Linked DNA regions of Pan troglodytes: region 1 is linked to region 2. Evidence: chromatin contacts called from public Hi-C data. All regions are on one chromosome and are shown on one strand. The core of a region is the stretch at or near the end of the contact, and the rest is flanking DNA. Distances in the headings are between cores, read along the strand shown. Region 1 holds the start of OPCML (opioid binding protein/cell adhesion molecule like). Region 2 overlaps OPCML (opioid binding protein/cell adhesion molecule like).

The links. A called contact is a pair of places that touch in the nucleus more often than the background predicts.
Region 1: a Hi-C map of stem cell-derived neural progenitor cells shows a contact between it and region 2, with 2.3 times the contacts expected there. The contact joins the promoter of OPCML here to the enhancer-like site in region 2. A contact is called at or near these places in 2 of 7 Hi-C or Micro-C datasets (induced pluripotent stem cells and stem cell-derived neural progenitor cells).

What each region holds. Positions count from the first base shown.
Region 1 is chr9:134,875,344-134,878,993 of NHGRI_mPanTro3-v2.0_pri, reverse strand. OPCML (opioid binding protein/cell adhesion molecule like) reads left to right here and starts at 1,403. Exons shown (of 7, transcript NM_001012436.1): 1 at 1,403-1,569. The coding sequence starts at 1,403.
Region 2 is chr9:134,747,018-134,750,463 of NHGRI_mPanTro3-v2.0_pri, reverse strand. All of the region lies in intron 1 of OPCML (opioid binding protein/cell adhesion molecule like), which reads left to right. Among named protein-coding and RNA genes, the nearest start is that of OPCML, 130 kb to the left of the region's middle. Within about 2 kb of position 1,488, at least 2 of the 24 cell types and tissues checked have an H3K27ac peak or open chromatin away from gene starts, as enhancers often do. A contact at or near this core is called in stem cell-derived neural progenitor cells, where this site is marked.

The DNA.
Region 1 (3,650 bases), core at 154-2,653, 130 kb before region 2:
CCGAGGTGGGTCCTTGGAGGTGGGTCCATTCCACCTCTGCGCGGGCCCAGGACAGCGCGCCGTCAGGACTGGACTTGGCTGGGCGGGGAGCCGTTCGCAGCGCGATGGACACGCACACCGGTGCCCCATCTGGCGTGGGCAGGGTAGTTCAGCTCTCCAGGGCGGGGTTTGGCAACTTCTGCGCTGGCATCGGCGAGGGAAGGTGCCAGTGTCAGTTTTCAATTTGCTGCTTTCCCCAGAACTCCCTCTCCCGCCCTCCCCTCTCCCTCCCCGCTCCCCCCACCCCGCCCCTCTGTAGGGGAAGCCACTGCGAGGGGCGCCGCGTTCTCTCCGCTGGCGCCGGTGTCGGGACGGAACGAAGTGGGCGCGGTGCGGGCTCATCCCCGCAGGCATCCCCAGCCCGGTGGGCGCGGCGGAGGTTAAGGTGGGCGCCCGCGCCCCGCGCCCCGCGCCTGCCCGTCGGGATGAGCGCGCAGTCCGCGCCGCCCGCCAGCCCGCTCGCTCCGAGGCGGCACCGGGAGAAAGCGGCGGTCAGGGATGGAGCTGCTGCCATGACAACCCCGGCCGTCCGGGCCCGCGCGCGTCAGGGCTGCTCCCGGGAGGAAGGCGGCGCGGAGGCCGGGGACGGCCGCTGAGCGTGGCGTCCGCGCGTCCCCGCGTCTCGTGCCGCGTCCCCGGAGGAGGCGGGGGCCGCCGTCCGCCCAGCTCCCCGTGCGCCCGGAGCCTGCGCCGGGCGGCGCTCCCCCGGCTGGCCGCGAGTCGCCGACCGGGCTGCAGAGGACGGCCACCGACCGGACGACCCTGGCTGCGCCGGCTGCGCGTCCCCGCCTTGGAACTTTTTGCCGCCTTGGGGTTCCAGATGCGAGACGTGGGGCTGGGGGACACGTACATCTGTCCATGTGTGTGATCTAATAAAACATTTCCTCCTCTCCTTGAAGCCGCAGCTTTTTATGACAGCTCCTGTATGTCAGAGACACTTGCCTTCTTCTTTGGGTTATAAACTTTTGATGCCAGAGCTCTGCGGAACGTGCCCAACTGAATCTTAAAGTAGCGTCTCGAAGAGAGAGGCAGAGAAAGCGCAATCCGTGACCTTCATCCCCGCACCTTGCTTCTTCCTCTCCCCTCCTGGCTGCCTCCCTCCTCCCCAGGGGAGCGTCAAGAAAGCTCTTTTTGGATGCAGGAGGGGGCATCTGGTTCTGCTAGGCTGGAAAGCTGAGGCAGGATCTGAGGAAGAATTCTTAGACTCCGGAGAGCCTGGACTCCTCTCTTCTCCTTCCCCCTGCTCCTGGCGAGCTCTGCCCCTTCCCTCCTCCCCGCACCGCTTCCCGAGCCGGCTGGTGCGCGGGGCGGGGGACCAGGACCGTGCGGCTGCCGGAGTTCTGGGAAGTTGTGGCTGTCGAGAATGGGGGTCTGTGGGTACCTGTTCCTGCCCTGGAAGTGCCTCGTGGTCGTGTCTCTCAGGCTGCTGTTCCTTGTACCCACAGGAGTGCCCGTGCGCAGCGGAGATGCCACCTTCCCCAAAGCTATGGACAACGTGACGGTCCGGCAGGGGGAGAGCGCCACCCTCAGGTAGGGAGCTGTCCTTCCGCGGGGGCCGAGCCCCTGGGCTGTGGTCGCTGGGGAGAGGTGGGAAGAGGGGGCAGAAGGCTCCATGGGGGACCGGAGCGCGAGAGGGCCTTGTGCAGGCCCGAGGGGCGCCCGCTTGCGTGCTGCCGTGCCGACTGCCGTGCCCCTGGACAGGTTTGTCCTGTGCTCCGGCTATGCTGGTCGAGGACCTTATGCGTGAACCTTGAAGTCCACGTGTGGGACTCCATGGTTCTTTGAAGCCATGACAGGCTAGATTCTCTCCTGCTTGGGCACCATGATGAGAACATGAGTGCATGGGTTTGAAATACTGGGGGGCTAGCCTGAGCCCCTTGGATGGCTGTCACAGGCCAGAAGGTACATGATGAGGCAGGATCGTCCTCAGGACCACCAGGCTAGCCCTTATCAGAGATGCACCTCACATATAAGGCTGTGGAATTACCAGTGTCAGGCCACGGCCTGTTATGAGTCTCCTCAAGACCCAGCACTCGTGCCAAACCTGGTGTAGTGCTCCTAGGGTCCCTATTGTAAATTATGATAGCAGTTTTATTTTTGCAGACTGGGTCCAAGGAAAGGAAACATGTAGCTTTTATGCAACAACATCACTCCTGTGTGAAAAGCACAATAGGAGAGCTTTTTGTTTTACCTTAATGAGTTACAGAGAATCACTTGCATGCTCCAGGCAGAGAGGTGGAGAATCTTGGAAGATGAACCTTTGGGGACTGGGCTTGCTGCAGCAGATACTTTAATAAAAATGCAGCTACCACTTTCCACCAGCTCAGCAGATATCATCTTTTATCCCTTTAATGAGGCAGTTCTGGTCCTAGGAGACAGATTCAGGGACGTCCCAGCTTAACTATGTCTCACAATGTACACAGGGCGAATGCATTTGCCCTGCCTACGACTTTGATGGTTATGGTGAAAATAAAACATCCTGACCCAGATTCTGCAGCCAAAATGCCTGGCTTCCCCTAGGAGAGTGTGACGGTGGGGGTTCTTCCTGTTCCTCCCTTGGCTTTTCTGGTGGAACCTTTCCTGCATCTGGACAAGCCTCTCCCTGGAGGAGGAAAGACCTGTCTCTGGGACACCAGAATTCTTTTTCTAAGCCCAAGGGTGAAGATTGGATTCTGCCACTTTGGGTGATACTTAGCTGGATCTTCTTTTTAGTTAGAGAACAGGTCCCAGAATCCTGTGTGCTGTTTCTCAGAAGCCCAAAGCAAATGGAGAAAAAAGGAGAATAGAGAGGCCCTTCCTGGAGATGTGAAGGAAAAGTCCTCCTGGCCATGTGGGTACCACTCAGCCTGCCCCAGACTAGAATGTAATATCCCTACTTCATTGCTTCCAAGAAGGTCCCATGAGGAATCAGGGAACATTTCCCAATACGCATTTGCAGTGAACTAGTTGGCTTAAAGATATAAGCAGCACACGGGTTATAATACATGTTAACCAAGAAAATGTCAGTAAATATTACCAGTGTTCAGGGATGTTGATGCTGCCACACACCTCTTTACCATCTAATGTGCCACTGGGGGCAAAGAGGTCTAGCACTGAATAGGATCTCAGTCCTGAATTTTCCAAAATCCTCTGTCCTCTTCCTGTCCCCCAAAATTAAACCAGAAACTTCAAAACTTGAGCTTTCTGCTTTCTGAGATGCAGTAAGACTATTCCACCAGCAGAGGGCCAGCTTCCATCTACCAATTTTTTATTAGCTGTTGGCCTGTTTTCATGATCTTCAATTCTAATGTTGAGCAGCTGGGCTTGGGAATGGGAATGGGAATAAAAAAAGAAAAGCTGAATAGTTGCTTTTTGTTCTTTGCAGAAAAAAAGAACAACTTACATGTTCTAGCATAACTGTTATCTGTTACCTGATTGCATGGCGTAATTTTTTTTTTTTAAGTAAGCACATGTATCATGTTGATTTTGCGTCTCTTCTATACATTTACCCCAGAATAGAGAAATTCAGCACGTTATCTACATTTTAATCTCTTTAAATCCTCATTCTCTTAGCTCATGTCATCTTCTCTTTTATTATTTTCTTCCTTCATTTTTATCAGATGCTCCCATAA
Region 2 (3,446 bases), core at 239-2,738:
CCCACCAGCTGATTTCATGTCCTATTTTATGTAGAGAAAAATTAGGCCAATAAGTGTGAACTGCCTCCAGCTGCTGCTTCTTGCCTGCCTTCCTCTGCATCTAGCACCCATCTTATCTTCCTTGTGCACATCTCTGCTTTGCAGCAAGACACATTTCTCTATCTGTGTCTGTTGCATTCTTCTTCAGGATTTCATGCCATCCAGTATCTCTTTCTTCTTCTAGATCTTCAACCTTGACTGGCTTTAATAAATTTTGTCACAACATGTAAACATGAGTTTTTGAAGAAAATAAATCAATGAATAAGAATTTTAAAACCATCTCAACCCCATGTCCTCCTTTGGGGACCCTCCTATGGGGGGTCACAATAATCTCCCTCATTCTCCTCACACCTAACCTACTGGAAAGAGGACTCTGTATTCACTCTTCTTAACTGTCACTGTCACTTCTCAACTCACACAAACCTAACAGGAAAGGGCATAAAGTATTTTGGGGGAAAATAAAGTAGACAGGAAGAGTCAGGGCCAAACAGACCTTAAATTCCTTTGCTAAAGACTTCAAACTTAACGCCAAGAGCGAAGGGCACCCATTGAAACATCTCCACACATCTTTAATCTATTATTTTTGTCTGATGTATTACATGTTTGTGTAGCCCCTTCCCATCCTCACGTACTTCACAGGAGGTCCCTGCCATCTGAATTACAGTAGAGAATTCTGCAAATATTCAGCGGGCTGACAGGTCAAGATGCAGAGGAGACTTCTATTGTCATAGCAAGACTTAAAAGTCCAGGTAGGTCATCAAAAAGGGAAAGGCATAATCCGATAGACATTTTAGAAAGGTGACTCATGGAAGAATGAGAAATGGATTTAATCTGGTGAATTTGGACGCAAAAAGATGAGTTAAGAAACTATTAAAATAGTCCATATGGGGCAAAGGCTTCAACTTTACAGCTAAGGGTTTTATGGGGGTCACGAAAATCAGGTAAGAAATGAAACTAAGCTCTTTGGGGAAAGATGGCTTTTAAGTTCACAATAAAGACCTCACAGTGATTTACTGTAACTTGTTTTTTTTTCTAAAGGAGTCATATTCCACTGAGATCAGAACACTTATGAATGACTGTGTGCTATTGTAGGAAGTGTATTTAGGACCCACTTCATCCACACTAATGAGAACACTTGCCTCTTGTGAGCTCTTCCACAAGAATCTTCTGTTTCATTGGAGCCTGAAGTCTGAAATCCTAATTCCTCCACAGCCCCCCATAGCAAATTCCCATTACAATAAACTCCATGAGGCTATGTGTGATGGTTAATTTTTTACATGTCAACGTGACTGGGTCATGGAGTGCTCAGATTAAACATTATTTTTGAGTGGGTCTGTGAAAGTGTCTCAGGATGAGATTAGCATTTGAATTGGTGGACTGTGGACTCATTAAACTAGAATGCCCTTTTTAATATGAGTAGTCACAATCCAGTCTATTGAGGGCCTGGATAGAACAAAAGGCAGAGGAAGAAGGAATTTGCCCCTCCTCGTTTTTTCATTTCTGCCTCACTGCCTGAACTGGGACATCATTTCAACAGCTTCTGCCCTTGGGCTGGGATTTACATCATTGGCTCCCCTAATTCTCAGGCCTTTGCACTGGACTGAATTATACCACTGGTTTTCCTGGGGCTCCAGCTTGTACTTGGCAGATTATGAAGTTTCTCAGCCTCCATAACCGTATGAGCCAATTTCTCATAATAAATACATCTCTATCTATAATCTCCTATTAGTTCTGTATCTCTGAAGAACCTTGACTGAAACAGCAGACAATGAGTTCAACTCATCACTCTCCAGTTCCTCGTACATATCACTTGCTACATAGTAGAATTCAACACTATTTTGAATGAATGAATGAGCAAAGAAACCTGTGAAATTGGAAGTGACTGCTGTCATTCATCCATCATTCATTAGTTATTTACTAAACACATACTTCGTGATCAGAACTGTTCTAGACATTGGGATTTCAGTGTGAAAAGGATAACTTTGAGGCAACCACTGAAGAGGTGATTGTGAAAGCGATGGACACGTTATTTGAAAAGGTGTTATTAGTGCATGTAAAATGCACACCTATCTCAGACAAGGGTGAGGAATGCTGGCTTCCAAAATGAGATTCCATTTAAGCTGAGGCTGAGGGCAAACAGTAATTATCCCAGGGAAGGTAGGATGGGGGAGAGTAATACACCGGGGGAAGCAGCTGAGATGAGAATTAAGGTAGGGGTTTCACAGGTTAAAGTAGTTCAAGTTTGGCAGAAGGAAGAGCTTACAGAGGCAATGATGAGGGATAAAGCTGGACAAAAAACAGTGGATAAAGGATATCTATAATAAGGGGTTTGGACTTGATGCTGGGGATGCACAGTGCTGCATCTTTAAAGAGGTTCTCTCCAATTAAGATAGAAGTCAGCTAAGAGTGAGATTTAAGATGGGGATACAGAAGAGTGGAGAAGGTTGCTGCTGCAGGCTGTGGCACCATGGTGCTGATGATGGGGGCTGCTTCTCTTGCATTGGTAGTGTCCATCATGCAGTAAAATGACTGCTGTGGTGCTCAGGTTCTACCATTGTGCTGGTACTTCTGCAGAATTAAAGGAACTTTTGTGAACTCACTTTGAAAATTAAACAACCCTCTTAATAAACTCTTTTGACGGAAAAATATGTTGAGACTTCTAATTATCACTGTAAAGACTGACTTCAGTAATGCTGCCTAGTTATAATTGAGACACTGTTTCCATATATGAGTTCTTTAAAAGAGATATGCAGATGGACATGATCTTTGAGCTGTAAAAAGTCTGAACGAAAATATCCTGAAGATATCATCAAAATATAAAGTTATCTAAAAAAAACTGTGTACTGAGTTCACAGAAATTAAATTCAAAAGCAATGAAATTATTAAAAAAGAGAACCTATTTGAATCAAAACGGAATATTTTATTGATTTTTATTGAGTTTTATTTTAAATTAACTTGAAAGTTTTTAAGTTTTATAGAAATGCTCAGTGTTTTCAGGGAGGTCTCATTTAGTAAATCATAGCTGTACAAACCTCAAGTTATAGGACCTCTGTATAGATCTAATTCATCTTGCTTTCAATGAATATTTTTTGAGGACATATTATGTGGAAATCACTGTATTAAGTGCTAGGGAGATACAGAAAAGTATTAGTAAAAGCAGGCTCCTGCCCTCAAGGAGAATTTAAGTTGGTGAGGAAGATATACACAAAATGATAACTAATACCACAATCTATGTAATAACAGAGTAGGAGATGAATTAGTGATAAGATAATCAAGATCATTGTAGTTCCAAAGAGCAGGCAATTAAATGTAGCTGGAAGTAGAATATTTGCTGAGTTCTCAATGTTGGATCCACTTTTAACAGACAGATAAAAGAAGGGAGCAGGCCATCTGGTTTTCTGCTTCAT